Regions from separate parts of the Mus musculus genome. Here all the other regions are linked to region 2. A link is a contact called in public HiChIP or PLAC-seq and promoter capture Hi-C data. All regions are on one chromosome and are shown on one strand. Each heading gives the region's core, a stretch centred on a gene start, on an enhancer-like site or on the middle of the called end of the contact. The rest is flanking DNA. Distances are from core to core; before and after follow the strand shown. Region 1 overlaps Zfp839 (zinc finger protein 839). Region 2 holds the start of Ppp2r5c (protein phosphatase 2, regulatory subunit B', gamma). Region 3 overlaps Wdr20 (WD repeat domain 20). Region 4 overlaps Mok (MOK protein kinase).

Region 1 (2,989 bases), core at 153-2,652, 420 kb after region 2:
GAGGTGTGGATATGCCCTTTAGGAGGTGTGGATATGCCCTGTAGGAGGTGTGGATATGCCTCTTAGAAGGTGTGGATATGCCCTTTAGGAGGTGTGGATATGCCCTGTAGAAGGTGTGGATATGCCCCTTAGGAGGTATGGATATGCCCCTTAGGAGGTGTGGATATGCCCTGTAGGAGGTGTGGATAGGCCCCTTAGGAGGTGTGGATATGCCCCTTAGGTGCTGAAGGTGCCTTTTTGCCAATTTTATGTTCCCTGTGGGGTCATGCTAGTCCCAGGGTTTGTGGCCTTCACCCTAAGGCTTTTTTTTTCTGGCACCCTACCCCTGACTGGCCTCTCAGAGTTAGGCGTGGTATATGGTCTACATGGTACCACTAGGAAGCTAAGACAGCGCTGGCCACTGACTGGTTCTGAAGTTGAGGACCTTTGCTTGCTCTGTCTTTCAAGTTTGTTTTCTGTTTTCTGTGTCATTGCCTTGCATTTAAACTCTGCTCATCCTTCCTGTCACAAAGGTAGAGAAAAGTCCCAGGGCGAAGCCTTTCTTTCCTGCTGTGTACAAGGAGTTTGAAGAGTTATATGACATGATGAAGAGAATGTGTCAGGATTACCTCAGCAGCGCTGGTGCATACCCTCAGGAGCCCCTGGAGATCAGCAACGATGAGGTGATGTCACAAGGGGCAAGGCATTTGCTCTTAGCTGGAGGAAGCAGTCATTGAGGGAGGGGGTGCTGGTGAGACGCCTTCATTTTAGCCACTGGAACCTTGTCCTGTCGAGGGAAGGTTTTGTTTCATTAATAGAAGGGTGGTGAACCTTGTTCCAGAAACAGAAAATTGGAATGGCTCAAAGACAGTTGTGAGCACCACAGTCCCCTGCGCACAGGGCTTACACCACAGTCCCCTGCACACAGGGCTCACACCGTAACACCACAGTCCCCTGAATGCTAGTGTTCAGGGTTAATTTTGTTTTCTTTTTTAAAAAATGTTGTTAGATTTTGTTTTATTTTATTTTATTTTATTTTATTTTATTTTATTTTATTTTATTTTATTTTATTTATTTTATGTGTTTGAGTGTCTTGCCTACATGAATGTCTGTACCTGGTCCCAGAATAGGACGTTGGGTCCCTTGAGACTAGAGTTAGGTGGGTATGAGACGCCATGTGGGTGCTGCGAACAGAAGCCAGCGCCTCTGGCAGAGCAGCCAGTGCTTTCACCTAGCAGTCCCTGCCTGCCGGAGGCCGGGTTTCTGTGTGGTACACAAGGCCGGGGGGGGGGGGGGGGGAGGGCTATGTTGTGCTCCTTATGTTCTGACCGCTTCTGAATGCATCACCCAGCTGCCTGTGGCTACGGTGAGCTCTTTTCAAAGCATAAGTCTGGGGCAAAGGTGGTTTGTCTTGTTTTGGACCTCAGCTCTGGCCCCATTGTGTGCACAGCAGGCCCTCACCAACCCTGACCTCCCTGTGCCTGCCCCTGGGTCTCGTCTCTTTCTTTCTGGCTCTCTCAGCATTCTCTAAGCTTCACAGAAATCTTTTCAGACAGCTGAGGCTCAAGGAGCCAGATGAGGGAGCACAAGAAAGGAGACTGTTTTTAGCATGGACAAGATCTTTTTCTAGAAAGAAGAGGAACAAGTGGCAGGAAGGGCTCTTGGTTAAGCTGACATTGGAAGCAGTGACGGCTCTGAGGAGAGGCTCAGCTCCACTCCTGCCCACAGACCGGCCAGCTTCAGCCATCACGGGCTGCACCTTAGTGGCCCTGGGACTCCAGAGCTCTCCTCTTCCTGTTAAGCCCTGCTCACTGCTCGCTCACAAAACAGTGCATTTCTACTCAGGCATGCGCATAGGGATTGACCCACTTGGCACACTCTGCCCCTAGCAAAGCTATTTCTACTGTTTCCCTTCAGGTTGCCAGGTCATTAGGGATCACAGAGTTCCTGAGGAGGAAAGAGACACCTACGTGCTCTAGTCAGGAGACGGAGGGGAGGCTGGAGAAGGGCTGTGTACGGAAGAGGGCGAGGGAGCTGGGGAAGCTGGTGAGTGGTGTGGACCGTCTGTGTGCATGTCGTCTGTGTGCGTGTCATCTGTGTGGACGTCGTCTGTGTGGTTGTTGTCTGTGTGGGTGTCGTCTGTGTGGGTGTCATCTGTGGGTGTCATCTGTGTGTGCGTCATCTGTGTGGACGTCGTCTATGTGGTTGTTGTCTGTGTGGGTGTCGTCTGTGTGGTTGTTGTCCTTGTGGTTGTCATCCGTGTGGGTGTCGTCTGTGTGTATGACTTGGCCTTGTCAGTTCACAGCTCACCCCTCTAGGCCTCTCCAGGAAGGTGTAGGTCTGCCTGTTCTTTTGGTCTCAGATAAAGGAGTCTTTTCTCCGTAGGCCACAGTGAAAAAGCCCCGAACAGTGGCTTTGCCCACAGATGTCCCTGGGTATCCTCCCTCTGCCAATGGATGCCAGCAGGAGCCTGGGCCCTCACCTGCTCTAGCCACTAGCAAGGGTAAGTCACATATTTTGTGGGTCGTCCCATGCTTAGAGATCCTACTAGCAGGCACAGATATACCAAGAACCATCCCTTTTAGGGGTTGGGTGCCCTTTGGCCCAATGAGATAACTCTCTGGTCTCTTGGTTTTTGTTATTGTTGTATTGTTTTCTTTTAAAAAAATGATTTATGTTTATTTTATGTCCATTAGTATTTTGCCAGCATGTATGTCTGAGGGTCACATCTCCTGGAACTGGGGCTACACACAGGTGTGAGCTGTCATGTGGGTGCTAGAGATTGAACCCAGGCCCTCTAACAGAACAGCCAGTGCTTGTAACCACTGAGCTACCCCTCCAGCCCCAGTGTCTTAAGTCTGTCCTAGCCCCCCAACACACTCTCGTTCCATGTTCTTGCCCCATGAATCATGAGGCCTTTGGGGGTCTCCTAGAGTCCCTTATTAAACGTCACTTTATAGGTGTCTCCCGGTAGCAGACCCAGGCTGTCTGAGAGGCTGGGCAGAGTTAG
Region 2 (3,299 bases), core at 63-2,562:
AAGTCTCCAGCGTTTGTCTAGCAGGCTCAAAGCTTATGACGAAGGCACCTCCTAAATCATGAGTGAGCGCCTGAAGTCTCCTGCACTCGAAACAGTTCACTCCTACAGTCTTCCTTCTGAGTGCTCCCCCTTAGCATAGGATGTCAGACACTGACAACTCCAAAAACAGGACTGTATAAGTAGCGAATTAGCTTCTTCCCTCATAAAGAGCTACTAGAGAAGTGAGAGAATCAAGTGATCCCTGGTCTTCATGCAGTTTTCTCACAGGCTAACGACCACTGGTAATTAAAGAATAACAAAGACGCAGGGCTGCTCAGACGTAATGGGCTCGGAAAAAAAGCCTACACTGATCTGACTACCTCCCTGGTGGGCCGGGGCGATGGGTGGCAGTGTGCAGGTAGAGTCTCAGAGTGAGCAGCTGATGGGCTCGGCCTAGGTGGATCCAATCCCTAAGACGTAAGGTGGGCGGTGCCTACATTGGGGAAGCCGGTTGCCTTGCGGGTGAGTCTGGAACAGAGAAATTTCGGCGTGCAGGACCACAGGGGAACTAGGCAGTCTACACTTGGACCGCCGTGGGCAGAGTCTGCTCTGGGGAGAGTTCCTTTGCTCGCGTGGGCGGGGACGAAAGGAGAGGCGTGGACTCTATAGGCGGGGCTGAGGCGAGCCCCGCCTCTGAGGCGTGCGGTGGGCGGAGCGTACCCCGGAGCCAGCAGCATTGCCTTCGTGGGCGGGGCCTAATGGCCCAAGGAAACCGCCGCTCGCGCGGTCCCGGGTCTCCTCCGCACTGCACGAGCGTCACCGCTACCAGGCTTATGGGGTAGAGTTTTTCGTGCCTGGAAGGCTACAGAATAGTCGCCATACATCTCACATGTGCATTCCCGCTCCTCACTGTCCTTTGCTCTCCTCCCCGTCCCGGCTCAGCGGCCGTGACTTTATCACCTCCGTTGTCCGCACACGCCTCCCTCTCCCCAGTAGCTCCCTCCCTGATGGCTCCACCAAAACCTTCACAGCCCGGCACACGAGCCGGTCCGCACCGAGGGGGTGGGGACAGGCCGCGCAGTGGGCGGGGCGACGCTGCGGAGCGTTAGGGCACGTGGGGCCGTGTCGGCCAATGGCGTGGCGTCGTTGAGGGCGGCGAGGCGGGGAGAGGGCAGCGTGGGGCCGGCGCGGGGCGGGGCCTGGGGCGGGGGCGGGGCCTGCCGGGAGAGGGGCGGAGAGACGCCGCCGCCGCTGCCGCCGCCGCCGCCGCCGCCGCGGCTGCCGCAGCCTCTGGGAGCCTGGAAAAGGGGAAGCGAGAGCGGACGAGCGACTCAGTCCCCGGGCGGCGGCTGCAGCGGCGGCGGCGGCGGCCGGGGCGGCGCGACGGCCGGGCCGGGGGCGCTTCTGCTGCTGCAGCGGCAGTGGCGGCGGGCGGAGGCAGGGGCGGCGGCGGCGGCCCGCACCAGCCATGCCGAATAAAAACAAGAAGGAGAAAGTGAGTCGGGGCCGGGGGCTCCGGGACCGGGTCTGGGGTCCCCGCGTCGGCGGGTAGGGGCGGGGCGGCAGGTCGTCCAGGCTCGCGGGCGGGCCCAGGGCGCTGGCAGGATTGCATGGAGCTGGGGAGGCCGCTCAGGCTCTGAGGTGGCGCTGAGGTGCCGCGGTCGCTCTGGGTGGCGGCTGATGCTCCGTGCAGTGCTCTGCGTGGCGGGGGCTGGGGTGCTGGAGCGTTCCGGACTCGCCCCAGAAACCCTCACTTGTGAGGTTTAAGGGTGGGAGGGGAGAAAGGGATGGGCCGAGAGCTGGGGTTACGTGTCCCTACCTGGAGTTTTCACCTCCCTCCCCCGCCCCCCAACACAGACATGAAGAGAAACGGAATTTGAAGGCTGCTGGTATTGTGAATATACTCAATATGATGTAGTTTGCTGCTGACATATTAAAGCCATCAGAAGCTCTCAGTGATATGTATCAATTTAGAAACTGCATTTGAGCTGATGCTTAGCGGTCCAAATATTGAGAACACTAATGGTTTTTTGTTGTTGTTTGTTTTTGTTTTTTTGTTTTTGTTTTGTGATGATTCCCAGGAACCACCAAAACCGGTGAAAAGTGGAAAAGGTCCAAAAGAAGGACAAGATACAGCAGAAACAGAGGTAACCTCTGGACAAGCTCATTGTTATTCTTGATCAGCCTTTAATCTAGGGTCTAACACGGAGGCTCTACAAACCAAAGTGTTTCTGAAGTCTTTTCTTATGAGTTACTTATCCCCCCCCCCACTCTTTTATTAAAGTGTGCACAGCGAAACTGACATTTTAAAAACAGTTTTGTGGCTTCTAACAGAGCTCAAGCCCTCCCAGTGAACTGGTCTTAAATGGAGTCTCTAGCTTTAGGGTCTGCCCCCTCGTTCCTTTTCTGTGTCTCTGGCTCTCTCAGTGACTTCCACGGTCCTTGCTTTCCTTGCTGCAGCCTCGAACTGGTGTCCTGGGCAAGCTTCTCTTCTGCTGATGTCTGGTCCTTTTCAACTAAGTGTGGATGTGTTTTGGTGGCTCTAATTTGGGTACTTTTTTTTTTTTTTTTAAACAGTCTTCTATTTCCTTTCCCACAAGCTCCTCCATCCTCTTTGGTGAATCCTGACTTTTCTTGCTTCCTGGCTTTGGCTTATTTCAAGAATATCTGGAATGATCCCTTGGGTCATTTGGTGGAATCTGTGATCCTTAATAGAGTTGTGCCCTTGGGGGATTTTCAGGGCAGGCCCCTTGACCCCCCTTTTTTGGCTTTGTTTTGTATCTCATTGTCTTGGAACTAGAGTGCCCAAGCGAAGAGGCTCAGGCTTTAATTTCAGGGCACCTGGAAGCTGCTCCTTAAGTCTCCCCTCTCCAGAGCCGGATCGTTGAGATTTTACCACAGACATTTCTAATTTGTGGCTGTTCGGCCTCTTCTTCCCGAAAGCTTCATTAGAATGAGTTAAATTCTGCCCTGAAGATAATCTGCAGGGGTTATTTTAGCTCCAGGTTGTCTTCCCCCCCCCCTCAATTTGGTGTGTTCTGTGCCTCCCTCCTCTGCAGCAGGTGGTTCATCCCAGCAAATCTGTTGCCCTCCCTAGAGCTGAAAGCAGAAATCCAAAAGGTTCCTGAAATACCAGTAGATAGGATCGGCTGTGCCAGTCTTTGCCTGCCCTTTCTGAACAGTGGATCGTGACGCCTTTCCTGGGGCCCACTCGTGTCTGACTGCCTTCCACAGCCAGCCCTTCAACAATTTTTACACGACGTGTAGTTGCTTTGCAGGGCATACACCGTGTGCTTCCTTGTCTTGTCATTAGGACTGCT
Region 3 (3,068 bases), core at 208-2,707, 300 kb after region 2:
GCCACGCTGCTGTGGGCACTTGGTGGAGGGGTGCGAGGCTCTCTGCACCCCATGGGCTAGAGGGAGACCAGCACTCAGTTTCTCCGAAGAACGAGGTTACTTCTCAGAAGCCTCTTGTATTTACTGTCCCAACTTGGATCACTAACCCGTTTCTGATGCCACTAGAAATGCACATTATTCCAGTCTTCCTTAGCCACTCCTTTAGGTTATCTACTACCCTCATTGCTCTGGAGATGGCTCTGGAACTGGGAAATGCCATGCCACATAGGACAACGGTCTGCACCTAGATACTGATGAGGCAACTGGGAGAGGCTTGAGCTCCACTGAGGGTCTGTGGTGAGTGCAGCGCCCTGGGTCGGGCACACTTGGTCCTGTCTGCTCTGCAGGCCAACCCCTGTACTCCTCTCCCTCTTCACACAGTCCTCCCGGTTTTGTTTTTGCCTTGTCCCCTTAAGGCTGATCTTAAGGGCAGAAACCATACTTTATTTGTCCATATCCATTACACTGTTAGTACATAGTAAACATGTTGTCTTGACTTTTTTTTTTTAAAGATTTATTTATTGATTATATGTAAGTACACTGTAGCTGTCTTCAGACACTCCAGAGGAGGGAGTCAGATCTCGTTACGGATGGTTGTGAGCCACCATGTGGTTGCTGGGATTTGAACTCTGGACCTTCGGAAGAGCGGTTGGGTGCTCTTACCCACTGAGCCATCTCACCAGCCCGTTGTCTTGACTTTTATTGTTAAATTTTATTTACTTTCCTATCTATGTACTTTGAGACAGGATCTCAGTATGTACTCCAGGCTGGCCTCAGATTTGAGACAATTCTGGAGGCTCACTCACACCTTTAATTCTAGCACTGAGGAAGTACAGGCAGGGTGATTGCTGTGCATTTGAGACCAGACGGGTACAGAGAGACTCTGTCTCAATAAATAGAGACGGAAAGAAAGAAAAGAGTTGGTTTATAGTCCCTAAGGACCCTCTTGAATGAGTCAGGTAGTCTTTCTACTCTTTTCACTAGCTGTAAGTGCTGTGTTACCTGTCATTGGTGCAGGTGGGCTTGCTAGCCCCTTTTGTACGGGTTGAGAAACTTTCAGAAATTAGTCAGCGGCCTGGCTTCTTGGCTAACCCAGGAGAACATTCAAGGTCTTCTGGGCTAACCCAGGAGAAATTTAGTGTTCTGAATGCCTGAAGCTCGATTTGTCACTTTGAGTTCCTTATCCTGGAGTCTTGGGGGTGGGAGATGGGGGTGGGAATAGGAGGTGGAGAAGTCCATACTTGACCTTCCAGAAAGAATACCTCTTTCCTGTTAGTGATAGGAGCTATACAGCTGCTTTTGTTGCCCGCCTCAGATTGTGACCTAGGTGTGCATGCAGCGAGCAAGAGTGAAGGCAGTAGCATCCCACCTAACTAAAAGTAGTAGCTGTTGACCTCAGGGCTTCCCTTGATGTGCCCAACAGCGTTTCCGTGAGCTGAGGGCAGGTGGAGCAGCTGCTCAGAGCCCGAAGCTCAGTCCTGTCACCCTCTTGATGGCCACTTAGAACCCGACTTCCTTTTCTTTTCTTTTTGTTTTTTTGAGACTGGGTTTCTCTGTGTAGCTCTGTCTGTCCTGGAACTCAGATGCGCTCACCTGCCTCTGTCTTCCAAGTGCTGGGATTAAAGGCGTGACCACCACTGCGGCTCACTTTTCTTTCTCTTGGGTCTGCTCTGATTTCTTGGTTGCCTCTGCTTGTTATAAACGGCTTTGTCTCAGCCAACCTCTGTGGTTTCATTCTTACTTCCTGGCTGTCAAGCACAGTGGCTGCTTGGTTCTGTAGCTCCTGTGGTCCCAGGCTGCCTCTGACACTGTTACAGTGATGCTCAGGGGCTTACCATCAGCTGGGATATTTTAGCTTCAGTGTATTTTCATAACCCATTACCTGTTGACTCTAGTTGACTTTGGCTCTCAGGGTCAAACTCAACATGGCCCTGGTTGTTCAGCTTGTTGCCATCAAACCCACTGGATCCACTCAGCTTCTCAGCAGCGTTTGGTGCCATTGTTAGCTTATTATTAATTTTACATTTTTATTTATTTTAGTTTGTGTTTGGTGGGACATGGGCATGTCACAGCATGCATGCTTGTTAGAGAACAGTTTGTGAGAGTTGATACTTTCTTCCCACCAGGTGGATCCTGGGGATCCACTCAGGCCATTAGGCTAGGCCATAAATGTTAACAGCCCTTAGCTGTTGAGCAGTCTTACCTGTGTGCCTTACCTGTATTTATTACTTTTAAGCCAGGCGCTTGCTATATATACCTTGGGCTAGCCTTGAACCTTGTATGTATTCCAAGCTGTCCCTGAACTCTCTGTCCTCTTGCCTGCCTCAGCCACCTGTGTCATGGGATTATAGGTGTGTTTCACCTTGGTTTGAATTAGCACTTTAAATTCTGACTTTATTTGTATTAGTGGTTGTGCATGTGCATGGGGCAAGCATGCAGTGGTGTGCATATGGAGGTCCGAGGGTAGCTTTAAGCAGTTGCTTCTCTCTTTTCTGCCCTGTGGGTTTCACGTCAGGGATAGCACTCAGGACCTCAAGCCTGTGCAGCAAGCACTTTAACCTATCCATTCATCTTGCCCACCCTGTCCTGACTTTTGAGCTTTCTGGCCCATGTCTCTCTGGCTTCTTGTCTTTAGCCTAGGTTTTAGTTGTTTCCTCAGTGCCTTAGTCTTAATTCCTTTCTCAATTCTGTTTCTTAGCTGCATGTGAAATCATATTTCCTTTTTGTTCCTGAAATACTTTGTTTTATCCCTTTTTCCCCTAGGAAAATTATCTATTACAGTAAATGAACCTAGTGGGTATTTCTGTGAGAGCACAAATCAGTTAGGGCAATTAAAACTTAAACTGACATATGCTTCAGCCAAGATCTGCCTCACTCATCTTCAGCTGTAGATCTTCTTTCTTGATAGAGAGCTGTTTTGCCAGTTCCTTCTGCAGGTCCTGTTGCCCTCTGCTTTCCAGGCCATGTAATGCTCTAGTCCTAGATGTAGCCATCTCTGTATAAAACTGTGGCTTTCCTCCTGGCCTGCA
Region 4 (3,183 bases), core at 146-2,645, 380 kb after region 2:
TGTATGTGTGTGTGGGGGGAGGGGGTTGATACAAGGTTTCTCTGTGTAGCCTTGGCTGTCCTAGAACTTGCTCTGTAGACCAGTCTGGCCTCAAGCTCACAGAGATCTACCTGCCTCTGCCTTCTGAGTGCTGGGATCAAGGTATGAGACACCACTACCCAGCACAAAAGAAGTGTTCAATAAAAAAACCTAGCCAACAGTTTTCCTTCATACATGCGTACAGGGAAACTAAAGGATCCTCTTAATCAAGGTAGGATTAAATGTGCTAAATACTGGATCTGAACTGGTGCTATCCTTGTTGGTCCTCAGGGGCCACCTGATGAAGTGTCGCTCACTTGGTACAGCAGCTTGTGCACTACAGCTCTGCTTCATGCTGGTGAGTCACAACACACCGGCTACGCGGGGGAACGATGGATGCAATATGACCTCAGTCAAGCCGACTCTGGTTGGTTTCTCTTACCTTGTTTCATTCTCCCAATATCATGGACTGCTTTTAGGATGCCCGATTCACCCACAGAGCCCCTGAAAGCTACAACCCTAAAGTGGCACAGCCCTGCCACTAACCAAGGGCAGCTTGTCTTCTAAATGGTCTTCTGAGCCAGCCTCTTCCTCTTGAAATGAGGTAAACACAGGCTGTTGCCACTAGAGGGTCTCAGGGTTTAGGACACTAAGCATTCAAAAGGAGGGAGGGGACAGGTGAGGAGCAACAACTGTGCAGCCAGGGGTGCAGCCTCAGCAAGCAGCATCCTTGGTTCTGCTTCCCAGAGACCTGCCTGCCTCCTCCCAGAGGCTGCCTCTCCACCCAGGGCCATCCTGTATCCTCTGAATTACCACCTCTGCAACGGCCGAGGCAGGACCTTCCAGGGAAGCCTAGAGTCTCCAGTTCCCATCAGCCCTGCCTTCCCTGGCACCTGCTGGACAAAGGAAAAACAGCCACAGGACCCCTTCTTCTAGCTATTTCTGTAATAGACTACATGCATCTTGAATGTCAAAAACCACACCTACGATGCCGAGTCTCCACCTTCTCAGATTCGTGCCCACCCCAGACCTCACACATGGTACATGTGAGTGGCTACTCACCAAAGCCAGCATGATGTGGCCCTCAGCTCCGTGGTTGTTCTTTTGTGTGTGACAGGGCTACTATGTGCTCTACTGGACAGAGGAAGCAGTTATTCAAGTCATGTGACCTCTATCTGAAGCGAAAGCTTTAGTGACCGAGAACTCTTAGGAAGTCTGCATCATTATCATGAGAAGCAACAGTCTGGAGAGGCACTCACGGAAAGCCCTGGTCACGCCAGGGGCACAGTGAAGGAGTCACAGACCTGAGTGATCACTGATGTGCGGCTCTGGCCTCTCTGAAGAGCTTTACCCTGGATTACTACCTCTCCTTCAGTCCTTGCTTAGCCCATCTGTGGAGAGGACACAGACAGGGCCAGTGCCTGGACATGCTTGGGGACTCGGACTCTGGAGCCGGGCTTAGCTCCAAGGACTTCTACCACTTAAGGTGGATAGCCTTAGGCAAGTTGCTTCTTTTTCTGGACTTTGATTTCCTCATTCTTTTTTTTTTTATTTATTATTCGTAAGTACACTGTAGCTGTCTTCAGACACACCAGAAGAGGACATCAGATCAGATTACAGATGGTTGTGAGCCACCATGTGGTTGTTGGGATTTGAACTCAGGACCTTTGGAAGTACAGTCAGTGCTCTTAACCGCTGAACCATCTCTCCAGCCCCTGATTTCCTCATTCTTAAAGTGAGATATGAACATCAGGCCTTGGAGTGGGGGACACTGGGTAATTAATACATTTCTATAAATATTAAAAGCAGCACCTGAGCTGGGCAGTGGTGGCGCACACCTTTAATCCCAGCACTCGGGAGGCAGAGGCAGGTGGATTTCTGAGTTCAAGGCCAGCCTGGTCTACAAAGTAAGTTCCAGGACAGCCAGGGTTATACAGAGAAACCCTGTCTCGAAAAACCAAAAACCAAACCAAAACAAAACAAAACAAAAAACAGCCAGCACCTGAGGGCTAGAGTGATGGCTCAGAAGTTGGAATCACTGGCTGCTCTTTCAGAGGTCCTAAATTCAATACCCAGCAACACATGGTGGCTCACAACCATCTATGATACGATCTGATGCCTTCTTCTGGCACACAGGTATACATGCAGCTACAGCACTCAAATACAAAAAATAAATCAATAAAAAAAAAAAAGAAGAAGAAGAAGAAGAAGAAGAAGGGCACCTGGGTAGTGTGACCAGCCCAACTGGTCAGCTACAGCAGCAGCCTGCACATCATCAACTCTAAGACACCTGCCTACGTGTGTTACTAACTCTGTGTCATGCTATGTATTCCAGTCATAAATGCCTTATACATGCTGCCAGCTGTTCTATCCTGACTCTAACATCTGGAATGCTGGCTATGGCTGGCAACAACTTAGATTCAGTGCAGACAAAAGAGCCCTGGGCTTGTGAAAAACACTCAACATTCAAGTTAAAGCCACAACCCCCTATTAGGCATTTACAGAAAAGGGCTTCTCACTGTAAATCCGTATCCCTCAGAGTTCAGAAGCAACTTGCCAGGACAAAGTGTGTGGCACAGGCCTTTAATCCCAGCAGCTAGTGCTCGGGAGGCAGAGGCAGGAGGATCTCTGTGAGTTCAAGACCAGCCTGGTCTACAGAGCCAGTTCCAGAGAAACCCTGTCTTGAAAAAAACTAAGAGAGGGAACATTGGAGAGGGGGAAGGGGGAGGGGGGAGAAGAATGGGGGTAGAAGTGAGAGGGAGAGAGGGAGAAGGGAGAGGAGGAGAGGGGAAGAGAGGAGAGAGGGAGGGAGAGCGACTAGAACTACCAGCAGCATCCAGAAGCCCAACCAGCCTGAGAGCAGCACCGTGAACACACGCCATTTAGAAGACCAGCTGCCCTTGGTTAGTGGCAGGGCTGTGTCACTTTAGGGTTGGAGCTTTCAGGGGCTGTGTGGGTGAATCAGGCATCCTAATTCTTTTACACACACAGGTAACAAAATCCTTGCTTGCCCTACCTCCCCTCTGAACCTCAACCTCTTGGTTACCTGCTTTTGGCTGGCTTCAAAAATCATCCCTCTGGAGATTCTGCAGACTAATGAAATACTATTTTTCCTACTATTTTGCTGTACATAACTCCTTTGACAAGTGGATCATGGTAATAACA

Evidence for each region. Promoter capture Hi-C pulls out the DNA fragments that hold promoters and counts their contacts. HiChIP or PLAC-seq counts read pairs in DNA pulled down with a chosen protein or histone mark.
Region 1: a contact with region 2 is called in a promoter capture Hi-C map of liver, with 2.8 times the contacts expected there. The contact joins the enhancer-like site here to the promoter of Ppp2r5c in region 2. A contact is called at or near these places in 6 of 39 promoter capture datasets (the HPC-7 cell line, cranial neural crest, erythroid cells and 2 more), 5 of 484 Hi-C or Micro-C datasets (the HPC-7 cell line, LSK cells, cerebellum and 2 more), 17 of 115 datasets of contacts at active chromatin or transcription factors (T-cell acute lymphoblastic leukemia, bone marrow-derived macrophages, craniofacial prominence and 13 more) and 1 of 9 other capture datasets (adipose tissue).
Region 3: a contact with region 2 is called in an H3K27ac HiChIP or PLAC-seq map of regulatory T cells, with 4 times the contacts expected there. The contact joins the enhancer-like site here to the promoter of Ppp2r5c in region 2. A contact is called at or near these places in 6 of 39 promoter capture datasets (the C10 cell line, the HPC-7 cell line, HPC-7-derived erythroid cells and 3 more), 3 of 484 Hi-C or Micro-C datasets (CD4 T cells, LSK cells and nephron progenitors), 5 of 115 datasets of contacts at active chromatin or transcription factors (embryonic forebrain, embryonic midbrain, embryonic stem cells and 2 more) and 3 of 9 other capture datasets (adipose tissue, embryonic stem cells and liver).
Region 4: a contact with region 2 is called in an H3K4me3 HiChIP or PLAC-seq map of bone marrow-derived macrophages, with 4 times the contacts expected there. The contact joins the enhancer-like site here to the promoter of Ppp2r5c in region 2. A contact is called at or near these places in 14 of 39 promoter capture datasets (the C10 cell line, the HPC-7 cell line, cranial neural crest and 9 more), 1 of 15 datasets of contacts at CTCF or cohesin (large pre-B cells), 17 of 484 Hi-C or Micro-C datasets (CD8 T cells, the MC38 cell line, T follicular helper cells and 13 more), 23 of 115 datasets of contacts at active chromatin or transcription factors (T-cell acute lymphoblastic leukemia, acute myeloid leukemia, bone marrow-derived macrophages and 13 more) and 2 of 9 other capture datasets (embryonic stem cells and liver).

What each region holds. Positions count from the first base shown.
Region 1 is chr12:110,864,344-110,867,332 of GRCm38.p6, forward strand. It overlaps Zfp839 (zinc finger protein 839), which reads left to right. Exons shown (of 7, transcript NM_001199785.1): 4 at 513-662; 5 at 1,897-2,025; 6 at 2,365-2,482. Among named protein-coding and RNA genes, the nearest start is that of Zfp839, 16 kb to the left of the region's middle. Within about 2 kb of position 1,403, at least 25 of the 459 cell types and tissues checked have an H3K27ac peak or open chromatin away from gene starts, as enhancers often do. A contact at or near this core is called in liver and microglia, where this site is marked.
Region 2 is chr12:110,445,912-110,449,210 of GRCm38.p6, forward strand. Ppp2r5c (protein phosphatase 2, regulatory subunit B', gamma) reads left to right here and starts at 1,313. Exons shown (of 16, transcript NM_001373949.1): 1 at 1,313-1,474; 2 at 2,061-2,126. The coding sequence starts at 1,448.
Region 3 is chr12:110,749,469-110,752,536 of GRCm38.p6, forward strand. The region is part of intron 1 of Wdr20 (WD repeat domain 20); the gene reads left to right. Among named protein-coding and RNA genes, the nearest start is that of Wdr20, 13 kb to the left of the region's middle. Within about 2 kb of position 1,458, at least 26 of the 459 cell types and tissues checked have an H3K27ac peak or open chromatin away from gene starts, as enhancers often do. A contact at or near this core is called in the HPC-7 cell line and regulatory T cells, where this site is marked.
Region 4 is chr12:110,821,341-110,824,523 of GRCm38.p6, forward strand. The region is part of intron 4 of Mok (MOK protein kinase); the gene reads right to left. Among named protein-coding and RNA genes, the nearest start is that of Mok, 18 kb to the right of the region's middle. Within about 2 kb of position 1,396, at least 6 of the 459 cell types and tissues checked have an H3K27ac peak or open chromatin away from gene starts, as enhancers often do. A contact at or near this core is called in acute myeloid leukemia and bone marrow-derived macrophages, where this site is marked.